5 separate regions of the Mus musculus genome follow, and all the other regions are linked to region 1. The links are chromatin contacts, called in public HiCAR-type, HiChIP or PLAC-seq and Micro-C maps. All regions are on one chromosome and are shown on one strand. Each heading gives the region's core, a stretch centred on a gene start, on an enhancer-like site or on the middle of the called end of the contact. The rest is flanking DNA. Distances are from core to core; before and after follow the strand shown.

Region 1 (3,943 bases), core at 499-2,998:
CGGGTGTGCTTTGTAGAAAATAGCACATAGCCCAGCAAGAGTTTTAATCTTTTAATCTCAGCACTTGGGAAACAGGCAGATGGATCTCTGTAAGTTTGAGGCCAGCCTGGTCTATACAGCAAGTTCCAGTACAGGCAAAGCTACATAGTGAGACCCTGTCTAAACAAGAAAATGTGTGTGTGTGTGTGTGTGTGTGTGTGTGTGTGTGTGTGAGAGAGAGAGAGAGAGAGAGAGAGAGAGAGAGTGGGGGGGAGGGAAGGATGGATGAACAAATTTTCAGTAATGTAGGAAACCAATTCACATGGAATGAACCAATTTATAGTGTATAAAATATCTAGGAGATCAACGATATGGTTCAGCTGCCAAGGCAAAGACCTGAATTTCCCAATACCCACAAATATGGAGAGAAAGTTGTTCACTGACGTACACACGCATGCACACACACACACACAATGTTAAAAAATTAAATGCATACTAAGGTTATGTATGGGTAAATAGAAGGAATGGGGAGAAGTGTGTGTGAGTGTGCCTGTATTCGGCCTTTCCTTCCTGCCTTAATTTTGTAGTGACTAAGAGTGTCCCTAAGTACACACCTGGTGCTAGTCAAAAGCTTTGGCAATTACAGTATGTCTGACTCTTGTTTGCCCTTAAGGCAAAGAACAAGCAGGGACCAAAGTCTTCACCATCTATCTGCCCCTCCTAGAGGTCTGCATAAAGCCCACATTCAATCCAGGAATTCACAATGATGCAGCACCTAATTGAATATAGGTGTTTACTGGCACGGATGACTATACAGGAATAAATTCCTCCGTCAGCCACCACGTCTAACTTTTGGCCATGCAGAGGCAGGGACCACACCTGAATGAGTCTTGCCTACTTTACTGTAAGTACAGCCGTGTTTAAGGGAAAGTTTTTCAATGCCATCGGTTAAGCTCCTTACTGGTTGTAACTACAAAACGAAAGGGTCCGAAGAAAAGTGTCTAAGATTCCCTCCAAGTCGAGGTCCTATTTATTATCTGTAATCTCTCCAGAGACTCTTGGTGGACAGAAGTGTGGACTTGAGCAATGGCAAAGCCAAGCAAGCAAAGGCAGTTAAATTCGAGCAACCGCAGTAGTTTGGAGGAGTGAACCCTGGCGGCAAGGCGACTACGAAAAAGAGTACGGCTGAGAGGGACCAGTTACAGAGGGGCCCCTTGAGCTATACAAGTTCTGAAAGTGCCTGCCCGTCTAAAGGGACATGGCGCCTAAGCCAGGATAACTGCACCCACAGACACGGAATCTGACCCTGAATCGCCCTGGCTTCAAGACACCGTGCCCAAAATAAACAAGTTAACGCACTCTGGGGGGCGTTTACAAGTTTTGAAATAACTTTCTGAAGATGGGGATCCCTCTGCACTGTCCCCCCGCCCCTGCCCCCATCGCCCTCTTTCCAGCTCACTCCACTGCGCCGTCAGCCGGCCGACATGCAAGCAGCGGCCAGACCGGGTTAGGATTCCGTCAGGCAGGGCCAGAGCCCCAGGTCGCTCCAGCCGCCGAAAAGGAGGCCCTGTCACCCACCTTGGTGCTAGGGTCTGGATCGGAGCAGCAGCTGAAAGCGGTCTCATCAGTGAGGCCACTGGACGCCGGCTGTGGCTCTGCCATGGCTGCCCTGGAGAATCACCAACCTGCCCTAGTAGCAAACAGGCCAGCGGACCACACGCTCCACAAGGCCCGGGGGACGCCTTTGCAGTCGGCTGAGTGACAGGCCAAGGGGCGGGCGGACGCGGCTCCCAGCCAACCACGGTGCACATGGCTGTTGGCTGTCTGCTGATTGGATTCCAGTGAGTCTGGTTCAGCATGGCGAGACTACATTTTCCAGAATGCCATTGTGCACAATAGTGGCAACTCTTAAAAAAAAAAAAAAAAAAAAGTGTTAGGAACCTGATTTTGCTTATAATTACAAAACTTGAAAACTACCCATTCCTCGGGGCGGCAACCTCATAGAAAATTTCAGCCTGGTGGAAATTACGCTTTTTAGAATAATGAGAGCTTGAACTGGGTGTTAATCTTTTTAAAAATTGTATAAGAACCTGAAGCCAGGATAATTGAAAACCATTCGAATTTAGGATTTTGTTTTTGTTTTCAAGCAGCTAAGTTTAAGTATTTCTTCCACTATATTTTTGCCCGGGGAGCATGGGGTACTTACTGGTCTTCCCAGAGCCTCCTTGGAGAATGTGTGTAGAGAATGTATGTAGAAAATGTGTGTAGAACCGAATAACTGTGGTTTGACTATGCAGTATACACAAACCACCTGAGTTTGAATGGGATTCTAATGACTCACTTCTACACACAGAGTATGTGTGTAGACAAAACTGATGGGATGTCTTATCTAAAATTAGCTTTTAAAATGTGGTGAATGGTACAGGTATGGTGGCTCACATCTGTAATCCCAGTCATTGGGAGGTAGAAGTAGGAAATTTAAAGCCAGTGTGGGCTACATAGTGAGTTCAAGGCCAACAATGGGCTTCATGTGACTCAGTCTTAAAAATAATTAAAGAAGCTTTGGTTCTTGGTGAATCTTTCCTTAATCTCTCCCTCTCTCATCCCCTCCCCTCCTTCTTGTTTATCTATGACCACATGATTAACACTAGGGAGAGAAATGTGACAGGAACTGATAACTCTAATGTAACAGAACATAAAGAAGACAAACCTGGTCTTAGGAGAAAGAGGTATAGGTCATATACATGTAAGGCCAATATAATAGGTTCTGTGTGCAGAATATGTAAAAAAAAATTACAGATCAATGAAAAATACAAACCAATAAAAAGTGGCAAAGAGGAGAACAGGCAGATTGCAAAACAGAGAACACCGTGTGTGAAAATTGACTTCAGTTTTCTAGTACATAGGGAAGTCCCTTCCGAGGCCTTCAGGTTAAGTTTTTAAAGTAAAAACCATCATGGTTAGTGTGGAAGGCAGAACACTGGAATCAACAGGCACAGCTGGCAGAAATCTAAATTACTAGAAACCTGTGGGGAACCTATTTGACAGCAGTTGGTGGAGCTGAGGGGAGCCCATCCTAGGACTCACTGCTAAGTATTTACGCTAGACAAAGATTATTATACTTATAGTCCACGTGACAAACAAAAGAAACAGCTGAATAGGGGGGGTGGAGGGGACAGGGCAGAGAGTGGCAAAAGGTACTTGTTAAACAGTAGGAAACTAGGTAGGTGATTATTTTCATAGACTGGATTATGAGACATAAATGAAAAAAATCTGCCAGAAATTCATATTCTAAAGTGGATAGATTCCACAAATAGAAATAAAATGAGTTAGCTGAGGCTCTGGCTCCATTAATAAAGGGCCTGCTGAACAGACATAAAGTCCTGAGTTCAAATCCCCAGAATCTATAGAAAAAACTCGGTGGTGCATGCCTGTAGTCCCAGAGAGATAGGCAGAAGCCTGGAGCTTGGTTAAGCAGCCTAGCCACACCTATGAAATAACATGAAATAACAGGATAATGATGAGAGATTCCTCCCAAAACAACAAAAGGTGGAGTACTGAGGAGAGACACCAGACATCCACCTCTATGCTTTCTTTTTCTTTTTTTCTTTTTCTTTTTTTTTTTTTTTTTTTTTTTTTTGGTTTTTCGAGACAGAGTTTCTCTGTATAGCCCTGGCTGTCCTGGAACTCACTCTGTAGACCAGGCTGGCCTCGAACTCAGAAATCCACCTGCCTCTGCCTCCCGAGTGCTGGGATTAAAGGCATGTGCCACCATGCCTGGCACCTCTGTGCTTTCTATCTGCAGGCAAATGTTCAGATACCCACACTAACAAGTATCACACACACAACACATCGTATACATATAGAAGAAGCAATATTAGTTTAATTGGTAGAACAAGCACACACAGCACACCTTTTTTCCCAGAAGACTTAAAATATGCAAAACAATATAGGGTGTTGATTA
Region 2 (3,943 bases), core at 602-3,101, 950 kb before region 1:
CAGAGGTGTTTGGAGACAGGCATCATAAGTTGGAGATTACTGCAAAAGCTTTAGGGGTGGGTAAGAGAGGGAGAAGGAGGGTTGGAAAGGGGGAGAGGGGAGGGGAGGGGGAGGATGAGGTATGATAGGGTAGGAGATGTTTACCTGACAAGTAGAAGGCAAACTTGAACTCAAGTCTCAAGTGCATTGTTGGCTTCAGGGAAATGAAGAAAAGGTAAACTCATCAGATCTCTGGACAAATAAACAGACTGAATCATATAGCGCCAGCCACCTGGGAAAGGGGCTGCAGAGATGGTTCAGGGGTTAAGAGCACTTACCGCTCTTCCAGACCTGGGTTCAGCACAGCACCCACAACTATCTGTAATTCAAGTTCCAGGGGATCCGATGCTGTCTTCTGGCTTACAAGGGTACTATATGCATGTGGCATACATACATACGTGCATGAAGGACACGCATACACATAAAATAAAAATAAAATCCTTTTTTTTTTTAAAAAAAGCAGCATTATGGGAGAACATATGTTGACATTTGAAGTCTCGGGGTTTAAGAGACAAACGCAGCTGAGAATGTCCAACAAAGTTATATTGGTCTGAAAATGGGAAGAGGAGTTAGAGTTACAGCCCATCTCAGTGCATATGGTCAAATGCCACAGATGCCATTATTTCTTTTAGTCTGAGGCATTGAGAATCAGATCTAGGATCTGGTGTGTACCGGACGAACAGTCTTGACACTGAGCTATGCCTAGTCCAATGTTAAATATGTCCTATGGAACAGGAACAGGTCTTTGACCTTGGCCAGTTTGTGTCTCTGACTGTATTCTTTTTTGTTGTTGTTGTTGTTTGTTTTGTTTTTCGAGACAGGGTTTCTCTGTGTAGCCCTGGCTGTCCTGGAACTCACTTTGTAGACCAGGCTGGCCTCGAACTCAGAAATAGGCCTGCCTCTGCCTCCCGAGTGCTGGGATTAAAGGCGTGTGCCACCACGCCCGGCTCCTCTGACTGTATTCTTAAATCTATATAATGACGATACTGTAGTAAGCTACCAAACTAGTTACGCCATGTTGTGAAACACTTTCTAGGATTTTTTTTTCCCACTTTCCAAGTCAGGGTCTTACAATATATCCCTGGCTGTCCTGGAAGTAGCTATGTAGACTAGGCTGGCTTCGAACTCACAGAGATATGCCTGTCTCTGCTTTCTGAGTGCTGGCATTAAAGGTGTTCGACACTACCACCTAGCTCCTAAGAATACTTTCATTGCTAAAACTATTTTGGGCAAAAATTCGTCTCCGGTCACTTCGACCAGTCATTAAATCTTATGCTAAACTGGTCTCTTGATCAGCCATAAATTTCTATACCATGTGATTGTGATTCTGACCTAAAGGTTAACTGCCTGACCATTTAATTGTTATCACTCTGCTTCTGAAAAGAAAAAAAAAGCAATGTTTGCTTGTTGCACATGTTTGGAGCTGCCTTTCTGTATACATCACAGTTGCAGTCCTTGTCTTTAAAATGTCGAACAAACTGGAGGTCCGAGGGTGCTTCCCGCTCCTCTGCCTGAGACAGCCCCACCGGTGGTAATAAATAATAAAGACTCCACATGATTTATTAAGACATCTTGGGAGTTTTCCTTCTTCAGGTAATCCATAACAAGATGAATAAACTGAGGTGAAGTATTGATTTCCCTTCTTTAGGGCGAGAGTAGACAAGGGTTATTTTCCTAGTGGCTTTTCTCTGCCCCCCCATTCTTTCGCGGTCCCCCTTCCGCGCAGGCGCCTCGGGTCCTGCGCGCTGTGCGACCTGGGCAGTTCCCCAGGGCCAAGCCTGAGCCCAGCGGGGGCGGGGCTGGCGGGCTCGTGACGTTATCAAGCGGCGCCGCCCGCGGGGCGGGTTCCGAGCGCGACCGCGCAGCTAGCCGGCCCTGCGAGGAAAACGAAAGTGAGGGAGGAGGAGGTTGCAGGGCCAGCCTGGGCGGCGACAGTGGCGGCCTGGTCCCTCGTCTCCGCTCGCCGGCTACTCGCCCCATCCCCTCAGCGTGAGTGCAGGCGCGCGGCCCCGGGGGTGCGAGCGGGCGGGCGCACGGGCACAGCATCCTTCCCCTGCGGCGGCCGCTTTGCCCGCTTTCGGGTAGCCTCTCTCTGCTCCTGCCCCCTGTCTTGTCCCCAGCAACCTCTCGGAGCCGAGGTTGCCGCTGCTGCTGGTCGCCGCGCACACAGTATCACACCTGACGTTTCCAAAGGAGAAGCTCCGTCGGGGAGATGGCGTTCCCTTCTTTCCCCTCTGCATACGGGGGTTAGCAGCGCTTAGAAGTGCCTGGTCACAGCGCGTCTGCCATTGTAGGTCACTCGATAGCCCTTTGGCCTTCCCCTGGCCGAGGAAATGAGAGGATTGGCTTGGATTCCCTGCGAGGCCCCAGTCGAAGGTGCTGTGGTGGAGGGGGACGTTCGTATCTGCCGCCTTGCCCTTCTACAAAGCTGTTTCCTGTTCTCTCACTTGCCCCATCGCAGACCACACTGAGTTCCCAGTGGCACCCCCCACCCCCGCTTCACCCACACCCACCGGGACGACTTAAGAGTTAAATGAGACCCATTTTATGTGCTGTGAAGCCTCAGCGATGAGCTTTCCAGTAGGCTCACCTATCTGTGATGTCAAGTAAAAATGTGGCTCCTCGGGCCTGGCTTTCTGTTGGCTCAGTCGCCTGGCTTTCCTGCTTTCCTCTAATAGGCACTGCTACTGTCACTTAGGAAATTGCCACCTGAGATTGGGATGATCGTACATTGGGTCCACAGGTTCATCCTCGGGCTGGAAATACGGAAACCTTTTGCTAGGTTTCAAGGGGAGGGATTGCTATATCCCTTCAAATTCCATTACTTTCTTACCTCGACTGCTGATGCTCATTCTCCCTCCACCCCAGCAAATATTTTGAAATAAGTTGAACTGGCTCTGATTTTCATAGACAATATTGAGTATCAGTTCATAGTCAAAACAACACATGGTCTTAAAACTATATGTCTGACTCAAACGCCAGAGAAGTCTGTTCTTGTATCCCAGCGTCCCTGTTCCCCAAAGATACCAGTGTACCTCCAACTTTTAAGTCTTTTCTCTTTTCTGAGTTCTTTGAATACACTACTTTTCCTGAAGATTTTGTAATTTTTTTTTGACTTTTTGAGACAGGGTTTCTCTGTGTAGCCCTGGCTGTCCTGGAACTCTGTAGACCAGGCTGGCCTCCAACTCAGAAATTCGCCTGCCTCTGCCTCCCAAGTGCTGGAATTAGAGGTGTGCACAACCACGCCCGGCCTGTAATTCTTTTTTTTTTTTTTAAAGATTTTTTTCGACTGTTTTAAATAGGCATGTGGGTACCTGCATAGGCCAGAGGTGTCTGTTTCCCTGGAGCTAGAGTTCTAGGCAGTTGCGAGTTGTCTGGTGTGGGTGCTGGGAATTGAATTTAAGACATACACATGTCTCCAGCTCCTCGTCCTTTTTTTTTTTTTTTTTTTTTTTTTCTTTTTTTAAACTTTATGCTTCTCATAAACCAGCTCCTGGCCATCGAGGGAAGCTTTCTGTTCTTCCATTTTTCCCTGTGCAGCGCTGGGCTGGGATCCAGGGCCTTGCATGTGCAGGGCAAGGCTCTGTGGGAGAGCGACATCCTCGAGCCCTTGGAGTTTGCTGCAGGTTCTCTACAGGTTTCCTCAGACTCCTGAGTATTAAGACAGAGGCAGGTGCCAAGTGCACCCAGCTCTCCATTCCTTATTGTGGAGTTGTACTTGTATTCTTAAAAATTAATGTCAAAATTTTTTTTATAGAAAAAAAAGTCATTTGTATCCCATTACTAAGTCATCTGTTGTCTCTTTTACCCCTCTTGGCTGTCACTCAGCTTGTACTTCCATGCCTTACGCTGTGCTCTTTCTTTTTTCAAAACAGGAAACAGGCCAAATCCCATCATTTTCCCC
Region 3 (3,943 bases), core at 525-3,024, 900 kb before region 1:
ACATGTAGCAAGGGTTGAGCTATGAAGGTTTTGTGATCTTCCCCTGATTCCCAAGTGCTGGGTTACAGGCATTATGTCACCAGAACTAGCCATACGAGTTCTTACGAATGTTTTGCTTATATGTTTGTGCACCACATACATATCTGGTGTCCGGAGAGGCAAGAACAGCCCGTGCTCTTAACTACTGAACCTTCTCTCCAACCCCAGTACTTATATTCTTTAAAACTGAGATAACATTCATTAACAAATACTGAAGTGGGCTGGGCTTCCATAATGCTCTGGTCAACGTTATCATCAACTCATACAATGTTCTCTGGTGTGTACTTCTGTTAAAGAGATCTTATTTAATAAACGTACAGTTCTCATTAGCGTTGAACTCACTGCCCAAAGGACCACATAATACTGAGTTGTTCCACACCTGAAAAATGGTTTATGTAACAAACCGATTGTCGCTCTAAGCCCCATCACAGTCCTGGAGCACTAGACAGCACGTCAGCGCGGTGCTTACGGATCCCTCAAAGTAGCAAACCACCACTAAAGAGAACAAAAATGCAGCCAGGCATGGTGGCACACGCCTTTAATCCCAGCACTTGGGAGGCAGAGGCAGGCGAATTTCTGAGTTCGAGGCCAGCCTGGTCTACAGAGTGAGTTCCAGGACAGCCAGGACTACACAGAGAAATCCTGTCTGAAAAAAACAAACAAACAAACAAACAAAAAAGGGATCACTGAGGAGATAAGTAACCTCTGGGAGGATGCCTCGAGGGCGTCCAATATTTTGACATTGAAGCCTGATGCTGTCATCTACAAGCATGCTGTATCACATTCCTAGATGTACTGGAACACCAGTGGCCCAAGGGCCCAGGCTGAACATGCCTTCGTTGTAAGGGAGAGGAAACGAGTCCCCACTTCCAGGAAGCCCACCTGAGCATTATTCCCTGCTCTATCACCTTCACCACTTTAAGCTGGCTTCCGCCTTTTCGTTTCCTTGCAGTGTTGCTCTGTATCCCAGGCTGGCTTAGATCTCTGAGCCCTGGGACTATAACCATGTGCCACCTATGTCCTGAGTTCCACGTAGACCCTCAGTTCCCTCGTCTATACGAGCATAACAGACATGCAACAATTCATTGAACATGCAAACGAAACATGCATCAGACGGCTTTTTTTCCATGCATGACAAACTATTTTAAAGGCCTTCCCAAACACCAATTCTAGGAATCTCTGCAGATTTCCAAAGATCCTCAAGCTACAAGGCTGATACCCCACAGGAAAAACTTCCCCTCTCTGGAGACGTTTAAGCCACTAGCAGTATACTGAATAATAGCCTCGCACTCACCCTGGAGTCTTATTAGCTCCATGGTGGTCCCTCACCTACAAGTCCCGAACACCTTTGGTTCCCACCTGTCTCTTTCTGCTAAAGTCTCCCTTAGTCTCCGAGTCTCTCCTTTTAGAATACCCACTATGGCCTGTCTTCTTTGGGACTCCCCTGACCAGGGATGGAGCTGATGGTTCTCAGCTCCATCCCTGCCTTCCTCATCGTGACCCTTCACCTCCCTTCACAGCCTCTCCCAAAGCCACGTCGCCCTCGCTTCCTCCATCTGACCCTCGACGTCGCAGCCGCCGGGCCGATCGACGCCCCTGCGTCGGAACACAGTGACTAACCACGTGACTCGAACCCGACTTCTCCCCCTCACCTCCTGAGCGACACCAAGATTCTCCCGCTTCTTTTTAGTCATATTGCTTGCTGTCTTTTCCGCGCTGGACCAGCCCATTAAGTCGCACTACGCACGCGCAGGACCTCGTGCTTCTTTTTCATTGGTCGGTGCAGAGGAAGGAGGCGGGACTTCTGCGTCGCCATCTTGTTAAGGGGCGCGTCCATCCTGCAGCGGCCATGTTTGTGAGGGGCGGCCTCCGGGTATAAGATGTGCAGGGAAGCAGTTTCAGGTCTACCCGTGAGTGGAGACCTCTTTACGTACTTGAGAGCTTTTATCTTAACTTCCTTCTTTCTTTTCAAACATCTTCCTTCTTGCATCCCTCAGGGCATCCCTGCACCGTTTTTTAGGCTATCCTCGTTCAAATGTTCTTGCTCCTGCAAGGCTCAGCCTGCAAGCCCTGGCCCTTCAGTCCCAACTTGAACTGCTCTGCCCTTTGGGATCTAATATGGTCTTGCACCGTTAATCCTTTCTGTCCTGTGTTCTTTCGCATTAGCTTGTTTTCTGGTGAAATGAGAACAGCCTGCAGACATCACGGAAGGCATGAAGAAGGCTCGCAGCACACCATATTAGCCTGAGATTCCTAGGTCTTACCTGGGCTTCTGGCTTTCTTTTAGAGGCTTGTTCATGCTTAGGATTTTAGAGTGTTTAGACCTTGGACTTGGAGATGTTTTGACTATAACCCTACCACAGGACATAGACATAGAGCTGCCACCAAAGTTTTACAAGTCAGTACCTTTTCTTTTTCATTTTTTTAATTAGATATTTTTAAAATTTACATTTCAAATGCTATCCTGCAAGTTCCCTATACCCTCCCCCCGCCCTGCTCCCCTACCCACCCACTCCTACTTCTTGGCCCTGGCATTCCCCTGTACTGGGGCATATAAAGTTTGCAAGACCAAGGGGCCTCTCTTCCCAATGATGGCCGACTAGGCCATCTTCTGCTACATATGCAGCTAGAGACACAAGCTCCGGGGGGTACTGGTTAGTACATATTGTTGTTCCACCTATAGTGTTGCAGACCCCTTCAGCATCTTGGGTACTTTCTCTAGCTACAAGTCAGTACCTTTAGCATCTGTGAAGTGCTATGGTTTTTTTGTTTTTGTTTTTTTTATTAAAAGAAAAAAGTTAGCTGAGCATGGTGGACATATGAGTAGTCTCAATTATTTAGGATAGTGAGGTGGTGCATCATTTAGAGTCCACAGTTTTGAAATCAGCCTGGACAACAGTGAAACCTTAATAATAATAATAATAATAATAATAATTAATTTTTAAAAAATTGTGGTATGGCAAAAAAACTAAAAGTAGATAGATGTTGTCTGAAAGAGTGGGGATGTGGTTCAAAAAGCTGCCATAGATCCCTCAGGTACCTACGTTCCATTCTTGTACTGGATATTATCTCACACCGCAGGGCCTCTCTGCTTCGGGAACAGAGCAGGCCTGTGTGCACACACAGCTCTGTCCTTCCGTGTCTCTTTCTAAAGATAAATTTGCCCCCGTGGAATTACTAGGTCAGAGATGATGAGACCAGAATCGAAGCTCCTTGTTTCTACCCACTTATCTCCACTCCCGAGTCCGTTTCTCTATGTGAATAATAACCCCACCTCAGTGTTTGGAGGAGAAAAAAAATTTTTTTCAGATCTGTGTTTTCTTCATGATAGAGCCCTTGAGTGATGGGGCTGGAAGGGACCTGAGATACCATCTCACTTGGCTGCCTGACTGCGACCTGCAGAGGGAACAGGTAGTAAATTCTACCTGAACAGGACGCAGGCTGCTGAAGTTGTTTAGTGCAGTTCTCAGCTTAACACCCGGCACAAGAAAATCTTCCTCGAGAACATTGTCTATCAGCTGTCAATCAACAACCCTTCCAGCATTGGTTCCGTCCCAGAAAAAACAGACTCTGCTTCCCAATTATCACAGGCGCTGGCCCAGGGGAGGTGAGAAGACGAGAAGGAGAAGCACTGTGTTCTTTTAGAAGTGGCTCCTTCTGTGTTTCTCTGGCACCAAGAAAAAGCCACAGAACTCTGGGTGTGCCTCATGTGGGTCTCATCTCTTCCCAGTTTAGGACAAAGTTACCAAAGCGCTCAACTTCCATGTCTTTTTTTCAACAGACCTCCTCCTCTGGGTCTGATGATGGAATAAAATGCTCAAGACGAGGGGCTGGAGAGAGGGCACCACAGTTAAGAGCATTTTGGCCCCTGCATGGGACCTCTTGGTTCAATTCCCAGCATCTA
Region 4 (3,943 bases), core at 863-3,362, 750 kb before region 1:
GTGAGCGACAAATACAAGGGGCGAGGACAAGGGTGTCCCACCTACTCTGTGATAGATGTAGCCGAAGGGAGGAGATTCTAAAAAGACGCTGTGTCTTAAATCTAAACGATCAGACTATTAAAACAAAGAACCCTAAAGAATGGAAATCTCCCCCAGGAATCCTGCAGCAGGAGGAAAGGGACCAACAAGAAGAGGAACTTGTCTCCTGGGAAGATATTTCACACTGTTCCTACAATGTATCAGAGACCACCTCACAGGAAAAGACCCATGCCCAGGCAATGATTGGTCAACAGTAGATGGGACCACACCTTGATAGGGACTGCTTAGTGTGTACATCCTTGGTCTCTGTTTAGACTTTGATCTCAATTCAGGACCCCCAAAGATGACCTTGGGGTTTCACTGGGTCTCTGTCCCTCTTCCCAATGTGGCTACATTGAGTAAACCCTTTTCTGCATCCTACGTCGTTTTGTTTTTGTTTTTGTTTTTGTTTTTGTTTTTGAGACAGGGTTTCTCTGTATAGCCCTGGCTGTCCTGGAACTCACTTTGTAGACCAAGCTGGCCTTGAACTCAGAAATCCGTCTGCCTCTGCCTCCCAAGTGCTGGGATTAAAGGTGTGCGCCACCATGCCCGGCCCTACGTTGTTTTTTAATTGGCTTATTGAGGACAGTGGCCAGACATGACTTGGGCCACAATTACACAATGACACTGAATGCTGGGTGGTAGCCAGTTGCTCTGTTAGCTTGGCTTCTCTGTCTTGGTAGCTCCAAGTCTTGGGTGTTCCTGGTGCTACACCCAGCTCCACAATATGGCGACTGTGCCCATCCTCCTTTGTTACTAATGGCTCATGGAGGAGCTCGGGTAACCCATTTCCTATCTCTCTCTCTCTCTCTCTCTCTCTCTCTCTCTCTCTCTCTCTCTCTCTCTCTCTCACACACACACACACACACACACACACACACACACACACACACACAGAGGGAGGACTGGCCATGGCTGTTCTAGCTCTTGGGCTCCCCCTAGGGACAGGCTAAGCCTAAACTTCCTAAACCCCATTTTTGCTTGGCTGCCTACCTCAATTTCTCTTGAGGCCACATACCTATCAGATGAGCAGATCACATGCCTATACTCACTTCTACCCTCTCAGCCTCTGCTTTTTCAATTTAATTTGCATATGTGTGTGTATGTGATGTGTCTGTGTTTGAGTACATATGTGAAGGTGTGTGCACGCATGCGTGTGGATCCAGAGTGTACAGGATGGTGGTACATAGGCCTCATCTTGGCCCCTACACCAGACCCCATGTTGAGAAGGAGTGATTTCACAAGGATTCCTGGGAACAGAAAGCATTAGCTGCTGCGGGGGCTCCTGGGAGGCTCTGTGGAAGAGCTGCATTTGCCTCAGACTTCAAAGCACAAAGAAGACCCATTCTAGTGGCCAGAGGTGAATCCCACATTGAGTGTCATCCAAGAAGAACGGTGGTGATGTCTGGGCCTTAGTTTACCTGTCTCTGAAATGGAGATGCAGCCAGCTCCTAGAACTTACATGGTGGGGAGTATGAACATGATGAATGAAAAACAGGATTGCCACAGGTTCAAAAGATGTGCCCGCCATCAACACAGATGGGACAGATCTAACCAGAGCACTATTCCCAGAGGCCATCAGTCAGCAGGTCAAGAACTTGAAAGAGGATCTCATTCAGCCCAGGCTGACGTCTCTGTAGCAAGGATCAACATTTAAAAGATAAGCTGTGTGTCTTTGGGCAATTGGAGTCACCTCTCTGAGCCTGTTTCCCCACCTAGAGGAGGAAAATGGATGGATGATCTCGGAGGTCTTTTCAACTTGCTATTGATTTTGTAATCAGCGTGTGCGCGGTGCCTGTGTAAAACACACACTGTCCTCCAGGGAACGGGCCTGTCGCTGTCACCATGCCATAAAAATGTGCAACCGTCAACTGTACACATAAGAGATAGATATCTTTGGCCCAGGTCCCCAGGAAACCTCATCAAGCAACAAGCTACCAAGAGATGTCATGCATGCTGGTTGCTGATAAGACCAGGAGGCTGCATGGATGTCTGCAGGAAGCCCGGGGTGCCTCTTGACAAGGAAGACATCGGTTGAACAGGCTTCAATGGAAGATAAGCTATAATCTTGGACGCTGTGGCTTGCCCACAGCAAAGCGGTGTTGTAATGACAGGGGTTTTGGTGGCTGATAAGGAACGACGGAAAAGAGTTACAAAGCTGCACACGCTCAGGGCACAGCCAGCCTGGGCCAGGTGTGGGGCCCCGGCCAGCAGTCACAAGCAGAGCCTGTAGCTTCCTCACTGAAGGCGGGCAGGGAGCAGCCATCACCGATGACATCATTAGGATGGCCCATCTCCCTTGGCCAACATTAGCTACTAAGAAGATCTGAGTCTCATATGGTAGAGTACACTGCAAGAGATCTGAGCCACACTTATGAATGCTAAACAGCTGTGTGGCCCACGGTCCCATAGTTCTCTTGGGGATGGATGTAACAAGAATGAGCTCTCAAGGCAATCACACAGCAGGTCCAAGCATCTCCCAAGGGGCTGGAGATATTTCGTGGTTAAAAGCATGCACTACTTTTTCAGAGGGCCTGAGTCCAGTTCCCAGAATCCACATGCATATACTTGCCCCACCACCACCACACATACCCATAATTACAAATAAACCATTTCTTTAAAACAAAATCATCTAAGTGACTTTTCTTCTTATAACAACAACAACAACAACAACAAAAACCCCTCATAATCAAGTCGTGAGGCTGTCAAGAGTGGTAAAGGGGGACCCAGTGTGATGGTGTGTGCTTGTATAGAGCAATGGGGAGGCAGAGGCAGGCAGAGCCTTGTGAGTTCGAGGCCAGCCTGCTCTACATAGTAAGTTCTATGTCAGTCAAGGGCTATACAAAGAGACCCTGTCTGAAAACAAAAACAAAAACAACCAAAAAAGGGGGGACTGGAGAGATGGCTCAGAGGTTAAGAGCACCGACTGCTCTTCCGAGGTCCTGAGTTCAAATCCCAGCAACCACATGGTGGCTCACAACCATTTGTAATGGGATCCCATGCCCTCTTCTGATGTGTCTGAAGACAGCAACAGTGTACTCACATACATAAAATAAATAAATCTTTAAAAAAAATAAACAAACAAACAGAACAGCAGGCAGTGTCTATCAGCTATATACTGCAGGCTGTTGGACATAGAACTTGTGGCAATTCTCCTGTCTTTGCTCCCCTCTCCCAGTAAGGGCACCTTGGGATGATGCTCTCCCACTATTGTGTCCAAATTGTCCACTATTGTCCACTATTGTTCTAAGGATTCAACTGGAGCACTCAGCCATGCATGGCTTGGGTTTTACCCCATCCCCACCCCTAAGCCATCTCCTCAGCTCACGCTGGTATTTTTACACAACGCATCCTCAGCAAATGTGAAAGAAAGGAACAATGGCCAGGCCATCCCTGCCAATCCTCCCAGGCATGACTTGACAGAACCCAGGCACAGACGTGTCTATAACGCATGGTTTCATTTGTTCAAAATTCAGAACTGCGAAAGCTAACCTTGTAGCGACAGAGGTTTGGCGGTGACTGCCTTGGGTAGACAAGGTATTATTCACTGGGAAGGGAATACCAGAATGTCCCGGGGAAGGTGGGATACAAGCTAGCTGGGTCTGAATACCGGTTCCGTGGTGGCAAGGTATCTGTTTGGACGTTCACCCTGTCTGTTCAGGTTTGGATAGGACGTGCTTCTCTCAGACAGGCTCGTGTGTTGGAAGCTTGGTCCCCAGCTATGGCAAGAGGTGACCGGATCATAAGGATACTAACTTAATGGAACTTAATGGAAGGCCTTTGATAAAGGGACTCAGGCTGTGGCTTGATTTGTATGGACCTGCTTATCACTCGTGTAACCCTGAATTTGTTCCCAGGCACTACA
Region 5 (3,943 bases), core at 580-3,079, 680 kb after region 1:
GGTGGCGCAGGCCTTTAATCCCAGCACTTGGGAGGCAGAGGCAGGCGGATTTCTGAGCTCGAGGCCAGCCTGGTCTACAGAGTGAGTCCCAGGGCTACACAGAGAAGCCCTGTTTTGAAAAATGAAAAACGAGAGAAAGAGAGAGAGATCCTGCGCCCCCTAGAGTCTGGGAGGTAAACTGGCCTCACTAGGTTATTTTTAAACAGAATCTAGAGACGATATCTCAAATTCTTTCTATTTCAACAATTCTCAAAGTCTGAGCTCACTCAAAAACCACAGACTCAGAAAAGAAATCCTAACTAACTAATGTGGAAAGTCTCGTTCTTGGGAACTGAAAAACCCGGAAGTTTTTCTGAGGCTCTTCGGCTGAGCAATTGGCCTCAGGGTCCTGTCTCAGCTTCCTCGGGAGGCTGTGTTCTCTGTTGTAAGGAAAGGCCTTCTAAAAGTGGTCAATCAAGTTGGGGAGCTCAAATTTTACTTTGGCTGGGGTAGTTTGGGGCAGCTACAGAAAACAAAACAAAACCACGGAACACAGGCATAAGGGCAAGGGACTCTTGAGCAAGCTTGGTGATGGCAGGCCTGAGAACTAGTGACATGGGGAGGAGGCGCCTAGAGTAGATGTAAGCGTCCACTTGAGTTGCTGCCTACAAGGAATGGAGAGTTAGGGAGGAAAAAAAGGGGGGTGGGGTGGGAAACATCTAGCCAAAGGAACAGGGTAGAGTGGCCAGAGTTCCCCGGCCACTTCTATATGAGATGTGGGTGCAGGTGGCTCAAACAGGAAGTCAACTTTGCTTGTAGGGTACAGAACACTTCTCAAAAGCCTGTAGATAGAAGTATGGCTGGGCCTTCCCCAATTCAGCAGACTGCGTTCGCGCTTGTGGCGCGGGTGGGCTGTGGGGAGGAGAGTGAAGCTGTGGGCCGCCTGTACACCAACCAGTCTGAAGAGGGCGCTAGTTACCCCCGCCAAACACTCCTCACCCTCGCCCTGGCTCTCTCTGTTCATGCATCGGGTTGGTTTTGGTTTAGGCACGGTTTTACCCAGTGGGTGTTCCTAGGAAGTTGTTTTCCTGCCTGGTTTTGCTGTTCCAGGCAGGTGCTGATCTGCGGCAGGGGGCTGAGCGGCAGGACTGGCTTTGGATGCCAGGCCAGGCCGACACGTGGAGGCGTGAGGCAGATGCCCTTTAGAAAAGTAATCAGGCCCTTCCCGGACTTTCCAGGATCAATTCTTGGCAGGAGGTGTGGGGTTTGAAAGATAATTATCCGGAATTGACCAGGAAGCTGTGTGCCAGGGCACTTCTCATGACCGGGGTGGCTGGCCTTCAGGACTTAACCATGCAAGCCATTTATCACACTGACACAGGTGCGGTACCAGGCGTGTGCCAGCTCCATTTGTAGCATACCGGATGCTCTTGACTCTTGACACTTGATGTGGTAGGCCGAGAGAGGCCATCCTCAGTCCAGGACTCCGAGGGAGCAAATCTTTACCTCGGAACTTGTCTATGTCGCTGGCATTAGTAAGGTCCGCCTCGGGGACAAAAGCCTGGTGGTGGTGAGGTCCCCTAGGAGCTAGCGTTTGGCTGCTGGGCACCATGCCAGTAAGAGCCCGGCGTCCTGCGGGGCCTAGGAGAGCATGACAGGCAGGTGTGGGGACCCAGGAACAGCTAGAGGATGCTCCAGCTGAGCATCTCCGGGCTGTGTGCGATCTGAGCATCCCTTGGGCGCGCGCGGGGCCGGGGTCAGGGGGCGCGCGGGAGAGGGAGGAGCCGCACAGGGTCGGCGTTCACAGGGCCGGGAAAGTGAAAGGGCGGCCGCTCCAGGAAGTCGACGGCAGGAAGCACGCGACGCGGGCTGCGGAGCGCAGGTAGGCGCGGGGACAACGGAGGACCCTCCCCAGCGGCGCTCACCTGCCAGCCGCCACGCACCTGCCGTGGGCCCCGCTTCGGCCTCTCCGCCGTTTGTCTCCCTCTGCTGTGTGGCTGGAGAGCCGGGGACAAACCAAGCGCTTTTCCTAGAGTGGGACGTCTTTGAAGTAAGGGCTCCTAGAGTGGCCTTGAGAGACAGTGCGGGGGCGATCCGGTGCTGGTGACGTTGAATTCCCGGGGAAAGTGGAAGCAAAAGGTTCCCTGAGACCCGGGGGCTGGGGTCGCCTAGCTGTGATGCTGGGTCCCCTCCCGGCCCCAGGCCGCGAGTGACAGCTGTGAGAAGACGCCTGCCGGAGACCCAGCGCTTTGTCTGCTGCCGCTCGTAGGGGACGTGGGCGTGCCTGTAGCCTTCACCACCCGGCCAAGCGGCTGTAGGACCTGGGAGGAGGAGCCGGCTCGCAAAGCCCTTGGGAAAGCTCTCAGCCAGCACCCTGGGCTCCGGTTGTTTGTTTGCTAAAAGAACTGCTTCCCGGAGCCCGGGCTCTGTGGCCAACGCAGTGACAGCCACCGTCTGGGCGGTAATAAAGGGTTTAAACCACCGGAAAAGTCCCCCAGCTCCGCGCACTTAGGGTCCACCCAAGGATCTTGGTGGCCCGCAGGTAAAGATTTGCATTTGAACGGAAGACCCTCCCCTTGCTCTTGGTTTAAATTCTTAAGGTGCTTTTTCCTGGTCTTTAGAGCTCTCTGCACCTGCCTGCCTCCCTACCTGCCTTCTCGCCCTGGAACTTAAATTGCGTGAAGTTGGGCGAGTTGGTAAATATATTATTCGGCTTTACACAGAATTCCCTCTTTTGGGGGTCCTGTTTGCACCCTGAGTTCCTGGGAGTATTGTTACAGGTCTGGTTCGGTGGAGAACACCCGGGGTGCGTTGTTTGCTGTGAGTGGGCTAAGAGCTATGGTGGATAGAATTCTGACTCCTTGTATTTAAGCTCAGGACAAGTGAAAATAACAGTTTCTGTTTATCTCCCACGGCCAATGGAGCCTTTAAACGCTTAGAAAGGGCTCGATTAGAGGAGTTAGTGTTTGTCTTGGTTTAAAACAAAACTCTTGAAGCTTTTGGAGGGAGTTTGGTTCCCAGGTTTGCCCTTTTATAAAGTGCCATCATTTTGACAGGTTGCCTTAGGCTGCCTTGATGTTGCCTGTGTGCTAAAGACTGGAAAACCCCCCTTGGGGCATTGCTCTTGCTTTTGCTAACTCCCACCCACTCCTGAGTCTCCTTGAAGGGTTGATGGGTTCTGGGTAGCTCAGAGCCCGGTAGCTGGGAGGATCGTGGGTGTGTCTGTCCGTCCCTCAACTCTTGCTTGGCTGGGCTCTCTGTGTGCTCCTGAGCCTGGTCGGGTGCTGCCTCACCATGGAAAAACTCCTAATTGCTCTCCTTTCCCTGTCCAATGATCACACTGCCTTCCTGTCCTTTTCTCTAATGGGCTGAAATTCACTGGGAGTTTCTAAGAGGTGACATTTAAAAACTACTTTAACTACTTTCCTTGGGCTAGATGCCAAGGCCTGTCAGCAGAGCCACGTGCTCCCCTTCCGTTCAGGGATAGGCAGGAGGAAGTGTACTTGTGCCTGAGAAGGCATGCCCCACCCCCACTCCCACCCCCTAGGAAAATGAAACGCCTGGAATTGGCCTAGGTATGAAGCCCACCTAGCTGGGCTAGCCTCATCTCTTCTTAGAACGGCGGTTCTCAACCTTTCTTAATGCTGTGACCCTTAAATACAATTCCTCATGTTATTTCATTGCTCCTTCATAGCTGTAATTTTGCTACTGAAATGCATGGTAGGTAATGTAAATATCTGATCTGCAGGATATCTGATATGCACCCCTGTTGAGGCGGAGACTCACAGGCTGAGAACTGCCATCTTAGAGGGAAAGCTATGTCTTGGACTCCGAGAGGCTGTGTCAGTAGCCTTCATGACCTGAAATTTTGTTTTGTTTTTGCTTTGTTGTTGTTGTTTTTCGAGACAGGGTTTTTCTGTATAGCCCTGGCTGTCCTGGAGCTCACTTTGTAGACCAGGCTGGC

What was found. Hi-C and Micro-C count contacts between places; a contact is called where the count stands out from the background. HiCAR-type assays count read pairs that join an accessible place to other places. HiChIP or PLAC-seq counts read pairs in DNA pulled down with a chosen protein or histone mark.
Region 2: a contact with region 1 is called in a HiCAR-type map of astrocytes, with 4 times the contacts expected there. The contact joins the promoter of Cmtr1 here to the promoter of Glo1 in region 1. A contact is called at or near these places in 9 of 39 promoter capture datasets (the 3T3-L1 cell line, 3T3-L1-derived adipocytes, the C10 cell line and 5 more) and 2 of 115 datasets of contacts at active chromatin or transcription factors (the NIH/3T3 cell line and astrocytes).
Region 3: a contact with region 1 is called in a HiCAR-type map of astrocytes, with 4 times the contacts expected there. The contact joins the promoter of Ccdc167 here to the promoter of Glo1 in region 1. A contact is called at or near these places in 10 of 39 promoter capture datasets (the 3T3-L1 cell line, the C10 cell line, cranial neural crest and 5 more) and 4 of 115 datasets of contacts at active chromatin or transcription factors (astrocytes, embryonic stem cells, forebrain and 1 more).
Region 4: a Micro-C map of the G1E-ER4 cell line shows a contact between it and region 1. The contact joins the enhancer-like site here to the promoter of Glo1 in region 1. A contact is called at or near these places in 1 of 15 datasets of contacts at CTCF or cohesin (the G1E-ER4 cell line), 1 of 484 Hi-C or Micro-C datasets (the G1E-ER4 cell line) and 4 of 115 datasets of contacts at active chromatin or transcription factors (astrocytes, embryonic stem cells, large pre-B cells and 1 more).
Region 5: a contact with region 1 is called in a FOXA1 HiChIP or PLAC-seq map of pancreatic cancer cells. The contact joins the promoter of Slc37a1 here to the promoter of Glo1 in region 1. A contact is called at or near these places in 2 of 39 promoter capture datasets (hippocampal neurons and liver) and 2 of 115 datasets of contacts at active chromatin or transcription factors (embryonic stem cells and pancreatic cancer cells).

Annotation. Positions count from the first base shown.
Region 1 is chr17:30,610,911-30,614,853 of GRCm38.p6, forward strand. Glo1 (glyoxalase 1) reads right to left here and starts at 1,749. Exons shown (of 6, transcript NM_025374.3): 1 at 1,558-1,749. The coding sequence starts at 1,641.
Region 2 is chr17:29,658,744-29,662,686 of GRCm38.p6, forward strand. It overlaps Cmtr1 (cap methyltransferase 1), which reads left to right and starts at 1,852. Exons shown (of 24, transcript NM_028791.6): 1 at 1,852-2,028. All of the region lies in intron 7 of Gm28043 (predicted gene, 28043), which reads left to right.
Region 3 is chr17:29,715,243-29,719,185 of GRCm38.p6, forward strand. It overlaps Ccdc167 (coiled-coil domain containing 167), which reads right to left and starts at 1,775. Exons shown (of 4, transcript NM_026782.2): 1 at 1,692-1,775. The coding sequence starts at 1,733.
Region 4 is chr17:29,857,914-29,861,856 of GRCm38.p6, forward strand. All of the region lies in intron 1 of Mdga1 (MAM domain containing glycosylphosphatidylinositol anchor 1), which reads right to left. Among named protein-coding and RNA genes, the nearest start is that of Mdga1, 29 kb to the right of the region's middle. Within about 2 kb of position 2,113, at least 38 of the 459 cell types and tissues checked have an H3K27ac peak or open chromatin away from gene starts, as enhancers often do. A contact at or near this core is called in the G1E-ER4 cell line, where this site is marked.
Region 5 is chr17:31,294,395-31,298,337 of GRCm38.p6, forward strand. It overlaps Slc37a1 (solute carrier family 37 (glycerol-3-phosphate transporter), member 1), which reads left to right and starts at 1,830. Exons shown (of 20, transcript NM_001242427.1): 1 at 1,830-2,521. It overlaps Gm30139 (a long non-coding RNA gene), which reads right to left and starts at 467. Exons shown (of 3, transcript XR_001782201.2): 1 at 1-467.